2 separate regions of the Sus scrofa genome follow, and region 1 is linked to region 2. Evidence: chromatin contacts called from public HiChIP or PLAC-seq data. All regions are on one chromosome and are shown on one strand. The core of a region is the stretch at or near the end of the contact, and the rest is flanking DNA. Distances in the headings are between cores, read along the strand shown. Region 1 overlaps ADAMTSL1 (ADAMTS-like protein 1). Region 2 overlaps ADAMTSL1 (ADAMTS-like protein 1).

Region 1 (4,571 bases), core at 1,528-4,027, 260 kb before region 2:
CCCATCTTTGTACCCTATTCAGTGGGTTGCCATCACTCTGTTTGGTATTCAGCTTGTGTGTCTTCATAATCACTGTTCTAGTTGGAATTTTTCATCTACTTGTGTGACTTTTGATAGGGGTCTGAGTCCACTAGTAGACTGGAAACTCCATGAGGACAGGGGCCACACTTGGTTTTGCTCACCACTGTATCCCCAGCACCTGGAACAACTTATGTAGATGCTAAATACGTGTTTTGGGAATGCATGAATGCATGAGAAGAGCCATGGATTGATCTCAGCTACCAATACACAGTTCCTGATACTGGTCAGCTCAGAATCACAGGGTCTAGTGATTTTTTCAAGTATGGTTTAAAATCTGTTGATTTCTCACTCAGCTAAGGTATAATGAGTAGCTATTATGTACAGGGATTAATACTAGATATTTAGGAAATAAAAAGATGGAAATGTCTGGCTTCTGTCCTTATGGAATTTGTTATCTTATTTAGTTTTTTCATAAGTGAGATGAGTCTACGGTAGAGTGTCACAAGTATTCATTTATTTATCCAGCCAAAAGTTGTTCTGGGAGCCACTCTGTGGTGAACCCTTGACTTTACAAACTTATTATCTCCTAGGGAAAATAGACTTAGTCAAATATTTGCACAAACACATAAATGCTATGAAGGATGGCACTGCTGCTAGACTGTATAATGGGGCTTAGGAATGGGCATTGGCTCTATTTGGTGAGCTAGAAGAATGGAAGTCCAGGGAAGGATTCTCAGGGAGAGTATGCAAGGTAGAAGTGGATGTGCACTTCACTTCTCATGTCCACTTCACAGACCTGAGGAGAGGTTGCTGAGGCCAGGACAGAGAGTAAACAGGAGTGCATTAGGTAGTATTTGATCTACTTTAAAGAATAGGCACACATTTAAAAACACCTAACCCTGGGTACATCCAGAAAGGCAGGCTAAGGAAATAATAAGAAAAGGTCCAGTGGTAATCGAAGTGGAGGGACCTTGGTGTGCTTGCAGTGGCCTGGGTTGTTTTGAGGGCTACAAGTCAGAAGGAGACTAGTGGGAAGCAAGGACAGAAAGAAGTTGAAGAAGGTTGTGACGTTCAGTGCTCAGAGAAGGATTGGAGGCATGATGTAGAAGATAGTGAACAGTCTTGCTCGCTTCCTCCATCTCCTCCACACCTCCCCGCAGCCAGTATGACAGAAAGACATGGCTGGCATGGCATCCTGCCCACCTCAAACACATTGCTTTATTCATGTTCTCCTCTTTCCCCAGTGGCATCATCATCTTTCTTTCCTTTGGCTATTTTGTCTCAGTCTGTTCTTTTCAATTCATGGGGACCTTGACCTTATCTCCTTCCCTAACTTCCACCACCAGACCTCTCTCGGAGTCTCCACAGACATGATTCTTCAAACAGCAGTCTACACTGACTCTCTCCACGTGCCTGTGTTGTTCTTTTTTTTTTTAAGTCTCAAATGATTTTTATTTTTTTCTATTATAGCTGGTTTACAGTGTTCTGTCAATTTTCTACTATACAGCAAGGTGACCCAGTCATACATACACACATTATCACACTCCATCGTAGGTGACTAGATATGGTTCCCAGTGGACCCACTGCAAATTGTCTTCTACACTATTGCTCCTTTAAACAGCCCTGGTCATAGTTATCCATGGCTTACCTCCTGGCTGTTCAGTGAATACTTCTCAGCCCTTTTTTACTCTACAGCTCTCTGTGGTATTTGATACTATCAACTCCTATCTGTTCCCAGAAACTTTACTCTTCCTTTAGGTTTCAAAACTATATATTTTCTATTTTCTTAGCCATCCTCTGGAATCCTTTTCTTCTAACCACACTCTCTTATAAAGTGTCCCTGGAAGTGTCTCTACCCTGGGATGGGTAGAGATTTACCTGCAGAAGGATTGTTGGGGAGGATCCTTGGGAGACACACCTGTAAGGAAGAGAAAGGACAGGCAGGTAGAGGTAAAAGCTGACCCACAAGGAGGCTGTGACCAAGCCGAAGGGGGGCTCTAGAGCTGGAATAATTATTCAGAGTTGTCCTAAATTGAAGCCAGGGGGAATGGGCCTTTGTACCCAGGCATCAACCAGTCACTGGCAATAGGCCATCATCTAGGAGGGTTGTAGTCTTTGGCAAGGTGATTCGCTGCAGCAAAGAGGGGTCCCCATTGAAGGACATTGGTGGTTGCTATGCACATCACACTCTGCACATCACAAATGAACTCACTAGCTCCACTCCAGCATTCTTGGCAAACCTACTTTTTTTTTTTTTTTTTTTTTTTTGTCTTTTTTGCCATTTCTTGGGCCACTCCTGTGGCATATGGAGGTTCCCAGGCTAGGGGTCGAATCGGAGCCACAGCTGCTGGCCTACACCACAGCCACAGCAACGCAGGATCCCAATGCCGGATCCTTAACCTACTGAGCAAGGCCAGGGATCGAACCCACAACCTCATCGTTCCTAGTCGGATTCGTTACCCACTGAGCCACAATGGGAACTCCCAAACCTACTTCTTAATAACCCATCATTTTTTAAGGGCAGCAGCACCCATGCAGCTGGATTTCTAGAGCCAGACATGCTCTCTTTCTCATGTCCCACTTCCAAGTAGTCACCATGTCCTGTAAATTTTACCACCTTCATATCTCTTGCGTCCTTCCCTTCCCTCTGTTTCTGCTGCTAATAGTGTGGTTCAGACCTCACTTCTCTCTCCCATTGGGAGCAATGGGGCTTCCTTTTTCAGTCACAACAGCCTGCAGTCTCTGACTCTGTTTTGTATAAAGTATAAGATCCTATAACTGCCTTCTCACTGCTACAAGGTCAAGTCTAAACTCATTGGGATAACACAAGTCCTATCCTGATTGACCGTTCCTGTTGGCTCCCTCCCTTTCTGAATTCCCTTATATCTTTGTTCCTAGCTCACCACCCATTCAGAGTCTGAGGTACAGAGGCACCTCTTGGGAGTTTAGCAAGGCAACCCAGGACACTAGATCATGTTATATTTGGAAGCTCTTCTCAGAAATAAAGCCCTTGGCCGAGAAGAGTGATAAGGAAGGCATTTCATTAAATACCAATATTAAGCCCAGGAGGTCACCGTGACCTTTGGAGCTGCACAGCTTTGGCAAGAAGACAGCCCCTGCCTGCTAGCCTGGCTAATCTGATATCCGATGTTGCCACTAAATCGTCATTGAGCATGACATAGGCACCCAGCTGTTAACACTGATACACTTTCAATGCCAAGATCAGGCACCATTCTCCTGGCAATTATACAGCCCTGCTTGCTAATCCAGGCTGCACGATGGCATGGGCAGAAGAGGGGCTGTGGGGACTCTTGCCACCACGTGCCTGGTGGGCCCTGCACCGGGTCTTGTTTATTCACCACATCAGGCCAGATAACATTGAGCCAAATAACAGTTCTCTTCATTGGCCTTATGCAACAGGATAGCATTAATTGAGCACTTCTGGTCTTAATCACGACCAGAAGAAAGAAAGGAGAGAAGAGAGAGACAGAATCAGAATATGAATGAAAGGAGACATCGAAGGAGAGAGAAACCCCAAACTTGTTATTTTTGAAAAATAACTTCTGGTGAAAACAGAGCACCTCTCTGAAGAGTGTATGCAGAGTTCTGCTCTAAGAGCAGCAAGCTCCCCTTTTGATCTCTGTCAAGGAACCCAACACCACTAGGGCAGCCACCCCCATGGACAAGTGAACTCAGCCTCCCAGCCCCTGGGGTGGTGAGGGATGTTTTTGCTTTGGTGTCAGCAGGACCTGACGCGGTATTTTGGAACTACTGCTGGCTTCCCCCCACCTCTCTCCAGTCCGGTCCCCTCGCTCGAATTTCAAGCCTGTCCCTTCCTTCCAAGCTGCCCTCTTGCATTGCCTTTCTTCTCATGCTCCTAAATGTTACCCTAGAGGGGGCTGCAGCACCGCAGGCTTCCTCTTCACCGCCACCATTTGCTGTTGTTGGCTGCAAGTCTCTTGCCCGGCGCCAGCTCCTCGGCAGCCAGTGAGGACCCTGCGCTCAGTTTAGGCTTACCCAAACAGACAAGCAGGCGCAGAGAGGGTCTGGACACACAGGGCAGCCCCCCTCTCTGACTCCCGCCCCCACTACCCCACTGCCCTGTGAATCTGATTGATCTTTGCATTTCACCAAATGTGCATTTCACCAAGTGTGCATTTCACCAAGTGTTCGAGCCCCCCCCCCCCCCCGCCCCAGCACCCAGGGAAGACAGAGCCGCCAGGGCTCCCTTCCAGAGCCCTTGTACCCCCTCCCCCACCTACACACACACTCCCGCACTGTAAGCCAAGACCGGGTAGCCGGTCTTTTTCTTCCTTATTCTTTTTAAATGATTCCATATTGGTGTTCTGCAAAGTTCTTTTTGGTTCTTTGTTGCTGTCTAGAAGCATCTTAAGAAACAAAGAGTCATTTTCCCTAGGTCATGACCGACCGGCCAGCCCTGCCAGGGACTCCCCTATCCAGCACTGTTCCTCAGACAACATGATCACCCCAGTGCCTTTGTCTTAACTTTGCTTTGATGATATGTTCCAGCAATGGAGTAAAGAACACAT
Region 2 (4,058 bases), core at 833-3,332:
GCTGCCTGAACAAACAGACGCGAGAGCCCGCAGACGAGAACCTGTGCGTGACCAGCCGGCGGCCCCCCCAGCTCCTGAAATCCTGCAGTTTGGATCCCTGCCCGGCAAGGTAAGGGGGGCACTGGCCACCCTGGTGCCCAGGAGTGTGTTCAGAATGGGGCGCGTCTGTCTGTGGGCAAGACCTGAATGCTTATTGTTACCCAGTGTTTTGAAAACCAATTAGCATCAGTTCAAACTTTCAGTCAAATCCGCTTAAATTTAATTGAAACCAGGGCTTTGGAATTCCAGCCCAGTGGTCATGCTCAGGGTCCGGAAGGCTCCATGCACCAAAGCAAAGCCGGGTGGTGTGGCCGATATGTACACAGGCTACATGGCTGCTTTCTCCTGGAGGAAATGTGAACTGACCACAGACATTATGGTCTCTGCCACCTTTTAGTCTGCATCCCAGGCCTTCGCATGCTAATAACAATTTGGCTTGTGGATTGTAGGAACTGAAGCATCTGGGTAGTATAACAGATCTGCTGTGAAATTTGTATGCACACAGCATGCAGATTCATGATAGCATGCTCTGGGGGGCATGTGTCAATCCACATGCCTAAAATCAATAGAGCATTTCATTGTTCAGCCCTGCCTGGGTCTCATTATTATCCAACCTTGAGTCTTAGTCAGTCAATCCAATCACTGCTTCAGTCCACACAATGTTATTGTGTCTGTACAGACTTGCCTTCAGATGCTTGTTTGCAACAAGTCTCTAGAAGCTAAACCATCTCATCCATGAGGCTGATTTCAAAGGGAGGCCTTGAAAGAACCAGAGCCAGACTTTCAAGTCTGCCAATGGGGTGAAGAATGTTCCCAGGTCATATCCTAGATATGGAGGCAGTTGCTGTTTTTGAAGAATATTTCTTCCATTTCTGCTAAGTATCACATAAGAAGCCATGTGTTGCCTGCAGGAATTAAGGATAGTTTTCTGGTCAAGCTAATGCTGCTTGTCCCACTTGCCAGCCACCTAGGGGCCTTTCTTTGGGACTTAGATGATATAGATTGTTAGTCTCCTTGGATCAGATCAGGGCACCATCCCACTCTCCTGCTTGTCACCAGAGTTGTCCTGTATTGATCTAAAGGGTGGGTCTGGCTTCCCTCTTCAGATGCAGAAGTGAAGAGGGCCATGAGTGCCATATTCGCCAAGGCAGCCAAGGCAGCCAGAAAATCAGTCAGCCACTGCTTGGAGCAGCACCCCTCCCATGAGAACAGCAGCTAGTAAAATAGCCAAGGGCTGGGCTAAAAAAGCCTAGATCTAGTGCATAGAATCCTAAGAAACCTCTTTTTCTACCCCTGCCCACATCTCTGTCCCGACCTCACTATTCTCCAGCGAGCATGAGACCTCACTGCATGATCAAGGAGTCCAAATCCCCTCTGTTTGACTGCAGTCTCCTTAACAGGAAGAAGCAGAAAGATTACAGCAGAGACAGCCTACAAGGGCCTTGGTTGGCCAGTCAGGAGGCCTGGCTTCTCATCCTAGCTCTGCCACCCACTAGCTATGTGCCATCGGGCAAGATGTCTGCTCCTTCTGTTTCCACATCTGCACAACTAACTAGCTGTACCAGATGATCCAAGGTCATCGTGTCCTGCTCAAATAGTCCCATAACTCTTTGTGACTCTAAAGGCAGAGATACTAGACTACTACTGCTACTGCTGCTCTGTGCTGATAATTGATATCATTTCTGTTCTCTTATTTACCATCACTTGCAAAACCAGCAGGGGGGATCTTTCTAAGCACATTGCAGCATTGTGATAACATCAAAATGCTCTGATGAGCTGTAGGAGGTAATGCCGAGGAGTCACTAATTGGGAGAAACTGAACGTCTTCTGGGATTTACAACCACTAAACCCCTCCCTTCATAGGGCAGCAGGAGAAATAGGACACAAAATGTTACTTCCCATCCTCCAAGTACTGACTATGCTTAAATTAGATAAGCCCGACTTACTCTATGACCTTTTGATTGGCTCCAAGGCAAGGACCTTTGCCGGACTTGACATTACTGCATTTGCCCCAGATAAACTCAGTGCTTTGATGTCCACCAGCCAGCCATCAGACTGACAGACAGGACCTCTTGCTGGGCACAGCCAGGGCTTTCTTCAGCCAACTAGACACAGATGAGCCTTTGTGGAATGATGCTAATTAAAACAACAAAGGGGGCCAAAGTGACCTGATATGACTTGCTGCCATCACCTTCCATCCAAGAGCCAAAGCAGAGTTTCATCTTAAAAGTGTGAAATGTGTAGAGATGCATCTACTGTGGAATATTTCAGTCTGACATCCAGGGGTAAAATATTTCCTTCTGAATGTTGATGTCATGTGCATGAAAGAGAAAATGTATTTAGAAGGGGCATGGTTGTGTTGTCTCCCAAGCACCTACACTTCATTTGGGGCTAATTTAAATCTTAAATCCACAATTCTTATTGTGGATCAGTGTTCCTTGCACATTTTGGTATGTACCCTGATGGGCCTCAAGTTTCTGTACACTGGCTTTTGGGTTCTTGGCTTGTGCTGAATGTCCATGTGTTAAAAAATAAAATAGCATTTCCTGTGGGATATGTGGAAGTGATGTTCCTCATCTTAGTCACTGGGTTCGTGTCTCTAGGAGGTGTTGCTGGTTAAGAGAAAGAGCTTTTCTAGGAAGTTGTTCGTCTTACTGATCACCAGTTAGGAAGCTGCTTTTTCTCTTGTGTCGCGGTCAGAGTTATCAGGTCACACAAAGAAATACCAAAGGCCCTAGAAGGCATGACTGATCCAGGCTGTCTTTCTAAGATGAAACTTACCCTCTAATTTCCTCTGTGTGATTGGCAGACCTGGTATCAGAAGCACATGTCCAGCTTTCACCAGGTTTAGACTGATGGCTGCACATGCCTGGCTATTCTCAGCAAAAAGGCTGTGTTCTCAAGCAGGAGGTATTCCAATCATTCCAGGTTGTGTGTGTCTATATGTGACTATGTGTGTGTCTGTGTGTGTGTGCATTCATGCATGTGCACAGGCTCCCTGAATTTTTTTTTTAGAACACTTCAAAAAATAGTAGTTATTGATTGACGAGTACTGTATTTTTAATGCAGATTTAATTTTTATTGAAATATAGTTAATTTACAATGTTATGTTTGTTTCAAGTGTATAGCAAAGTGATTTGGTTATATATATTATACATATTCTTTTTTGGATTCTTTTCCATTATCTATTACAAATATACTTATTACAAAATATTGAGTATATTTCCCTGTGTTCTACAGTAGGTCTTTGTTGTTTACCTAAGTTATATATAGTAGAGTGAATATGTTAATCCCAAATTCCCAATTTATCTGTTCCCCACCCTTTCCCTCTTTGGTAACCATAAATCTGTTTTCTATGTCTGTGAATCTATTTTTGTTTTATAAATAAGTTTGTTTGTATCACTTCTTTAATTTCCACATATAAGGGATATCATATGGTATTTGTGCTTCTCTGATTTACTTCACTTAGTATGATAATCTCTAGGTCCATCTGTATTGCTGCAAATGGCATTATTTCATTCCTTTTTATGGCTGAGTAGTATTCATTGTATATATGTACCACATCTTTATCCATTCCTCTGTCAATGGACCTTTAGGTTGCTTCCATGTCTTGGCTGTTGTAAATCGTACTGCTACAAATGCAGGGGTGCATTTTCTCTGGATATATGCCCAGAAGTGTGATTTCAGGATCATATGGTAACTATTTTTAAGTTTTTTTAAGGAACCTCCATTCTGTTCTCCATAATGGCTGCAGCAATTTACATGCCCACCGAGTTCCTTTTTATCCACACCCTCTCAGCATTTATTGTCTGTAGACCTTTTTTTCCTTTTAGAGCCGCACCTGTGGCACATGGAATTCCCAGGCTAGGGGTCAAATTGGAGCTGCAGCTGCCATCCTATGCCACAGCCACAGCAACACTGGATCGTTAACCCGCTGAGTGAGAACGGGGATCAAACCCACCTCCCAGTGGATACTAGTCAGGTTCTTAACCCTCTGAGCCACAATGGGAAGTCCATGC

Evidence for each region. HiChIP or PLAC-seq counts read pairs in DNA pulled down with a chosen protein or histone mark.
Region 1: an H3K27ac HiChIP or PLAC-seq map of skeletal muscle shows a contact between it and region 2. The contact joins two enhancer-like sites. A contact is called at or near these places in 3 of 47 Hi-C or Micro-C datasets (fetal heart ventricle, heart right ventricle and skeletal muscle) and 1 of 2 datasets of contacts at active chromatin or transcription factors (skeletal muscle).

Annotation. Positions count from the first base shown.
Region 1 is chr1:204,419,132-204,423,702 of Sscrofa11.1, reverse strand. The region is part of intron 2 of ADAMTSL1 (ADAMTS-like protein 1); the gene reads left to right. Among named protein-coding and RNA genes, the nearest start is that of ADAMTSL1, 520 kb to the left of the region's middle. Within about 2 kb of position 2,777, at least 25 of the 83 cell types and tissues checked have an H3K27ac peak or open chromatin away from gene starts, as enhancers often do. A contact at or near this core is called in skeletal muscle, where this site is marked.
Region 2 is chr1:204,156,070-204,160,127 of Sscrofa11.1, reverse strand. ADAMTSL1 (ADAMTS-like protein 1) reads left to right here. Exons shown (of 30, transcript XM_021074260.1): 16 at 1-109. Among named protein-coding and RNA genes, the nearest start is that of SAXO1, 370 kb to the right of the region's middle. Within about 2 kb of position 2,082, at least 4 of the 83 cell types and tissues checked have an H3K27ac peak or open chromatin away from gene starts, as enhancers often do. A contact at or near this core is called in skeletal muscle, where this site is marked.